Regions from separate parts of the Capra hircus genome. Here region 2 is linked to region 1. The links are chromatin contacts, called in public Hi-C maps. All regions are on one chromosome and are shown on one strand. Each heading gives the region's core, a stretch centred on a gene start, on an enhancer-like site or on the middle of the called end of the contact. The rest is flanking DNA. Distances are from core to core; before and after follow the strand shown.

Region 1 (3,779 bases), core at 741-3,240:
AGAGTGACAACCCTGTGGCAGGAGACCAGTTAGGAAGCTGCTGAGAACAACAATAAGAACTATAACAGTAGTAATAAAGTAGCAGAGAAAAAGCTTGCTCCATTCTAGGCACTGTGCCAAGGGCTGCTTTGCAGGCACTGCCTCGTTTAATCCTCTGTAGCATCTATATGAGATAGATACTATCAGTAGTTCCATCATAATGATGTTTTTTCATTTCTTGATGTTTCCTGCTTTCTTGCAAAATTAGATTCAATGACTTTGCCAGGTCAAAGAGCTAGCATGGTGGAAGTAAGATTTGAACCTAGGCAGCTGGACCACTGTGATTTACTGTGATTAAAATTGTGTCACTGAGAAATAAGTCCAACTAAAATAGTGGTGTTAGAAATGGAGAGGGCCGAAGAAGGAAGGATTCACTTGGAAACAGTTTCTGGAGGTGCTGAGGTTTTTGTTAAAGCCTGGACAGGTGGTTTGGCAGAATTCAGCTGGTGTGGTGGAATTTATCTCTGTGAACTCAAGCTTGGGACAAGGACTAGGAATGAAGCTTGTTCAGTCTGAAATTAATGTCAGGTGGGAACCATCTCATATTCCAGAAGCTCAGCCTCTCAACAGTGGTATGTAGAAAGGTGCAGATGGCAGGAAGCATTTTCTGTAGAAGTGCCAGTGAAATTGGGGGATGCCATTAAACTCTCATAACAGATGATTTACATATGGGAACAACTTTATAAAAACATGAAAAGGTCTTAGAGCATAGCAAAAGAAACCTAATGTTCAAGCTCCGTGGTGATTTTTGCTAAATAAGCAACTTTGGCCAATATGGGCACCACTAGGTAACCAGTAAGCCAAACACCAAGAGCATCGTTTTGCACTTGTATGGAGATTACAGGTTTTTTGAAGGCATGGCTGGGATTCATCTCTACTTGTTCTCTGAATCTTGAAATACTGCAATTAAAGGTACCCTTTTGGGGCTTCAAAAAAATAAATTTAAAAGACCTGAAAGGAGATGCTTTACTCCAAAAGGTACTATGATATGTACAGACTTGGGAAAACATGGCCCAAATTGAAGTTCTGTATTGAAATATTGGGAGAAGAGAGTATGGCTGCATTTGTAGTATTTGGAAGCACACACTGGAGACTCTTCTAACCACAGCTTAACCTTCCTGTGACACTCCTGTCAGAGGCAGGATGGCTCACTGCTGTGACTGTTGGCTAGGCCCTTTATGTATTTTATCTCTTCTCAGAAATGGGGACATTCACAGGACAGGGAATGCGTCCAGACGATGTTTTTGTGGGGAAAGCATTCTTGGAGGTTATCTGCCCCTCGTTTTATAGGTGAGGAGACAGGTCTGTATCAGCTTTCACATCGTGCCCTGCTATCTGTGAGGAGCAGTCCACAGGTCGCTGGAGACATATAATGACAGTGAAAGCAGAAGTTAAGACAGATTTTAGAGGCTGTTTTCCTAGGAATGCTGTGTTCTGTTCAGTTGATCATCTTGCCCTAAAGTAATGGCCAAAGATCAATACAAGAAGAACATCTCCTTGGCTTCCCTGGTGGCTCAGTGGTGATGCAGGAGGTAGGCCAGGGAGATCGCACGTGCCCCAGAGCAGCTAAGCCCGTGTGCCCCAGCTCAGGAGCCTGGGAACCCTAGCACCCGTGCCCTGCAGCCAGAGAAACCACCTCAGTGACACGTGCGCACGCCGCCGCTGCAGAGCAGCCCCTGCTTTCAGCCACTGGAGAAAAGCCTGCAAGGCAGCCACAAATAAATAAATAGAATTATAAAAAGGAAAGCTGCTGCTTTGCCTGGAACGTGGTGAAAGTTTGGATGAGGGGTGAATGTTGTCCAGCAGATGTGGCTGATCGCAGTATCCACGGGGTGACTTCAGTGTGAGCCGCAGTTTTGAATGGGAGACGTATCTCTGTCTACAGTGAAGTCTATTTCCTGTAAGTTTTTTGCTGCGTCAGGTCTCAGCTGCGGCATGGGGGAATCTTCGTCGCTCCGTGTGGGAGCTTTCCTTGCGGCACACAGACGCTAGAGCTGTGGCGCACGCGCTCGGCAGTGCAGTGTGAGGTCTTAGTTGCTCTGCAGCGTGTGGCATCTTGGATCGCTTCGTGTGGGAGCTTTCCTTGCGGCACACAGACGCTAGAGCTGTGGCGCACGCGCTCGGCAGTGCAGTGTGAGGTCTTAGTTGCTCTGCAGCGTGTGGCATCTTGGATCCCCGACCAGGGGGTGAACTCGTGTCTCCTGCATTGCAAGGCAGATTCCCAACCACTGGACTACTAGGGAAGTCCCCATTACCTACGGTTTTTATAAGAATATAGTTCCCTTCTTTGTATGAAGTTTGATATGAAAAAGAACTTCATCTCTTTTAAAAGTCTTCCTGGTGGTTCAGATAGTAAAGAATGTGCCTGCAGTGTGGGAAACCGGGGTTCAATCGCTGGGTAAGGAAGACCCCCTGGAGAAGGAAATGGCAACCCCTTCCAGTATTCTTGCTTGGAGAATTCCATGGACAGAAGAGCCTGGCAGGCTACAGTCCATGGGGTCTTTTACTGTTTTGGTTTTTTTTTTTGGCAATAGAATATTTGTATACCAGTATATGGTGGGGAATCTGACTGTATAGTGGGTCGGAGGGACTCAGAAAGACCTTCTGGATGAAGTTTTGTCTTACCTTTTAAAGGATATGTAGAAGTTTAGTAGATTAATAGGGAGAAGGTAGAGTGTTCTGGGCAGAGGGACATAAAGATTATAGAGATGAAAAACCACATGAAGATGTGGAGATGAGAAAGCATGGAGAAATACAAGAAGTTCTGGTATGACTGGTGTGTTAGGTGAAAGATTGGGAGTGGCTGGAGAGGAGAGTTTCAGGGGAAGAGGGGATGATACCAAAGGCAGAGAAACCAGTTTGCAAGCCCAGGCAAGAAATAATGTGTGCCTAAAGTAAGAATGGGACTTCCCTGATGGCTCAGATAGTAAAGCATCTGCCTACAATGCGGGAGACCCAGGTTCGATCCCTGGGTTGGGAAGATCCTCTGGAGAAGGAAATGGCACTCCACTCCAGTATTCTTGCCTGGAAAATCCCATGGACGGAGAAGCGTTGTAGGCTGCAGTCCATGGGGTCACAAAGAGTCGGATTTGCGACTTGACTTTCATTTTCAAAGTAAGAATGACATGGAGTAGGAAGGAGGAAGAGGAGGGGTGGATAAAAGAAAGAATAAGGAGAATTAACTGATTCAGTGACCTGTTGAATGCAGAAGTAAAGAAGCAGTCACAGATGACTCCTGAGGTTCCAGGTGGGTGACTGGGTGATGGTGGTGCCGTTCACCAGGATCTGACATACGGGCAGGGAAGCAAGCTGGGGCATCTGCCTTTGAGATGTCTGTAGGACCAGCAGGGGTGCACTTAGTTGGATCTGTGAATTGGAAGTTCTTCAGCTTCCAGTGATGGTAGTTGGAGTCGCAATTATAGACATTTCACCAGGCTGACTATGTAGATCAAGAACAGAGGATACTAACTTTTATGGCAGAGACTCTCACACAGGAGGCCCTGAGGGAAGTGTGGAAGTGATGTGGGAAGTATAATTGAGGAGAGATTAGGTTAGAACAAACAGATAGTTCTGGAGAGCTAACAGCATCACTGCTGAAGATGGGTCAAGATTTCATGCCAGGTTCTTCTTTGTCTTACATGATTTGTTGTTAAATAGGCGTGCTCGTCTTTTCAGTTAAATCGCAGGTTCCTTAAGAACCGGAACTGAATGTTGTATTTCTAAAGCATCTAGACTGCTGC
Region 2 (3,779 bases), core at 601-3,100, 200 kb before region 1:
AAAGAACAAATATATATTGATATAATATTTCTAGATAATCAAATATTAAACATACTGGGCTTTAGTCTATTAACATATTTTTAAATTTATTTTTAATTGAAGGATAATTGCTTTACAATATTTTGTTGGTTTCTGCCATACAGGAACAAGAATTAGTCTACTAATATTTTTAAAAGTTTATAAAGCTGAATACTATACCTTGAAGCAAGGGATAAATTCAAATGTCATTTTTAACAAAATTCAGACTGGATATTGAAACAGCTTTAAACATTAAAACTCCAACAGCCAAGATCTAATATTGCTAATCTAAAACAAATGTACACCTGTTTTTTGCAATGGTAACCACAAATTTTATGATCACAACAGAGTCAGGTAACCTATGAAAACCTAGAGATTTCTAGTGAAATGCTGAAGAAGTCTTTTCTTAACAAAGCTTTGAAAGTCCTATAGTCTGAAAAGGAAATGGTTACAAAATAAGTGCTTTTCAAATTTACAGATAAAATTTTATTGTAATATATGCTAAAAAAAAAAAAATTAGGGACTTCTCTGGTGGACCAGTGGTTAAGACTCCATGCTTCCAAGCACGGAGCATGTGTTCAACCAGTATCCCACAGTCTGTGCTGCACAGCTAGGGAAAAAAAAAGTTAATGCCCCCAAATTTTAATGGCTTAACCAGTATGCAAAAAAGAACTCGAGGGGCTTAAGTGGTGTGCTAAAGTTTGCAAAATGAAGTGTACTTTTAGATCCTACTAGTGGAAACCACTAGAATGACTGCTCAGTTCCCCAAATACTCTTCCTCTGAAAATCTTGTCACTGACCAGGATGGACCCTAACAGCCAATGAGTCCAACGTGGCCTATCTTTCTGGCCACAAAGGTTTAAGACAGAACTCGACATGACCTTTCTGAATGTGGCAATAAACAAAATCGAGGTGAAATGAGCTAAGATGTGTGTAATTTCTAAAAAAAATAAGTGAGTGGAAATTCAGGGAAAGCAAATTTCCACATAGAGAAGACCCAAGGATGTGTATTTAGCATAAAAAATTCAAGACATAGCTCATCTGGTTTTTCAGTGACTTCATAATATAAACAGGGTATTAATAATCTGGTGGGGTAGGTTTCAACATGCAATCAATCTTGATAAAGCTCATAGAATTTTCTGCAGAAAACTGGGATACCCTAGTTTTTAGGACTGACATAAATATGTAACACGTGCTTCCCAGGTGGCGCTAGTAGTAAAGAACCTGCCTGCCAATGCAAGAGACATAAGAGATGCAGGTTTGATCCCTAAGTCAGGAAGATCCCCTGGAGGAGCGCATGGCAACCCACTCCAGTATTCTTGCCTGGGGAATCCCAAGGACACAGGAGCCTGGCAGGCTCCAGTCCATAGGGTCGCACAGAGTTGGACAGGACTGAAACGCCTTAGTACGCACACACAAACATATAACTCATCTGCACAAACGTGGAGGACATAAAGGCATGCGGTAAGCCTGAAGGTTACCTGTCTAATTTCAATACGTGTATGATTTATGCAACAGATTTTATCTGATTTCATACTTCTTAAGTTTTTCCAAGGGATGTTGTATTACAACGTGTGTAGCCTTTCACTGTGTCTGTACTAACCTAAAATAAAAGTTAGCTTGGTCATTGGGTCCTTTACTCGTTTTCTCTGCTTTGCTGGTTGATTTTCCTTTACCAGAATGGCCCCGCTCTCTCCTCATTGGTGTTTTCTTCTCCTGCAGGTGGCAGCTCTAGCTCCGCCCACCAGTCGCCGCTCGGGTCCTAAGTTTTTGAGAATTTAATTCACAGACCAGAGGGAGGGGGCGGGGCGGGGCGGGGCGGGGCGGATGCCGGACGTGACGTTTTCGGAAGCGCCGAGAGTCGTCCGCGGGGGACAGGTGGGGAAGGGTCCCAGCTGTGTGGTGGGGCCCGGGCGCTGAGCGTGATCGGAGTCTGACGGGGAGCGGCCACCGTGAGTGTGGGGCCTGCAGCCTTCTCCTCCCTGCGCCCCCTGCCCGGCCTGTCGCGCGCGAGGCCCCTGACGGCTCCGGTCCCCTCCTACCGCTCGCGATAGACGCGAAAGCCTTGAATAATTTTGCCCGATGTTGACAACTTGGCTTGAGTGCCTTCGAGAAGGCCTCGAGTAGTTGTCAGTGGATCCTTCTCCGCTGTAAACGCCCCCTTCGCTCATTCCTGGTACTTCCTTTCGCCTCCCGGTCATCTTCCCCCGTTTCGGTTTTTTCCACCACTTTCCCCCTTATTTGCGGACGCTGCGTCTCCTCTTTGGAGTGTTGGTCAGCCTTGTCGTGTGGGGCAGCACTTGCTGGCCTTGGGAAGAGGTTCCATTCTCGACCAAAAGATCCTCTCCCGAGAGGTGATAAAGAGCAACAAGCCTCTCCTGCCTCAGTTAGCTTTGATGGGCTCTGCACCGAGTTTACTAATTAGGCAACTCGGGGAGCTTTTAGATTTGCTAGTGGCTTCTTGAGCCCCTGAAAAGACTCCCACAGGAGGTGGACTGCCTCTACATCCCTGGTAGTCCCCACAACTTTTGTACCCTTAGGATGTTTGAGAAAAAGCTTGGTGGAGGAAGTGTGACCTAAAGATAGAATTGACCTGGAGAAAATCATCTTTGAGGGAGTGCTTGGAATGGAAAACAACAGTGGGTAGACAAATGAAACACATATGAGGATTTCTGGGCAGACAAGAATCCTGACTGAAGCAAAAGGTCTCTGCTGGCAATAAGTAAGGTTTAAAAGGACCGAATGGGGCCAGTTGACACAGGGCCTTGAATTCCAAAATCTGCTGTAGCCTGTATGTTCTACAGCATGCTGGTTGTGCTGTGTCGCTTCAGACATGTCCGACTTTGTGACCCTGTAAACTATAGCCCACCAGGCTCGTTTGTTCATGGGATTCTCCAGGCAAGAATACTGGAGTGTGCTGTAATACAGGGGGTGTGCTGTAATTCAGTATGCGTCAAATACCCAGAATCTTCCTGGAAGTGATGTAGAGTGATGCCTGATTGGAAGAAAGAGTCTGATTCTAACAGCAGCAGTATCAGGAAAGACTGTAGAATGACTGCGATCTGAGACCCGGGGAGGGGAGACTCCCAGGTTGTTTTTGTTGTTATTTTTGGTTTGGGTTTTGCCTTTCAAGTTACCTTTATGTCCTTTTGTTATTCAAGGAGTACTTAGTCTTCGAAGATAGATTTGAATAAACTGTTTTCTAGATCTGAATTCCTTACCCTGAAATGATGATGTTGTACGTTGACTGGACTAGTGATTTTATGAGCAGAGTCAGGATTATAAATATTCATCCCCACACCATTTCCCCTCACTAACCTTGTGCTAAAGTGCGAAAAGTTGTAGACGGAGTCCGTTACTCTCAGGTTAAATGATCAACTTAAAGTCAGTTAACAATCATCAGGAAATGTCACTGAGTATTCTCTGTCAGGTACTGGGGTGGGTGGAAGTGGGTAGCTGGGAGGAGAGATAATGGAAAAAATACAAGATACTGTCCCTCTTTTTATGGTGCCGAGGTCAGGGCCACCTAGTGACGGAATGATTAGCATGAAAAGAGAACTGAAGCCCTTGTGGCTCATTATAGTTACACTCTTTGTACCACCTAATCATGCCACAGGCATTACAGGTTTCTGAGTCTGTCAGCCCTTTCATCCTTGTGAAATGGGCTTCCTGGAGGGTCTCAGGCTTCTTGTGGCGAAGAGACCTTAGTTAATATGGGCAACAGCATGTGGTGTTTTTCTCTTAATTTCTTTGTAAGGTGG

Evidence for each region. A called contact is a pair of places that touch in the nucleus more often than the background predicts.
Region 2: a Hi-C map of blood shows a contact between it and region 1, with 5 times the contacts expected there. The contact joins the promoter of STAMBP here to the enhancer-like site in region 1. A contact is called at or near these places in 2 of 5 Hi-C or Micro-C datasets (blood and liver).

What each region holds. Positions count from the first base shown.
Region 1 is chr11:10,475,377-10,479,155 of ARS1.2, reverse strand. All of the region lies in intron 4 of TET3 (methylcytosine dioxygenase TET3), which reads left to right. Among named protein-coding and RNA genes, the nearest start is that of TET3, 58 kb to the left of the region's middle. Within about 2 kb of position 1,990, at least 2 of the 5 cell types and tissues checked have an H3K27ac peak or open chromatin away from gene starts, as enhancers often do.
Region 2 is chr11:10,678,490-10,682,268 of ARS1.2, reverse strand. STAMBP (STAM-binding protein) reads left to right here and starts at 1,850. Exons shown (of 10, transcript XM_018055028.1): 1 at 1,850-1,896.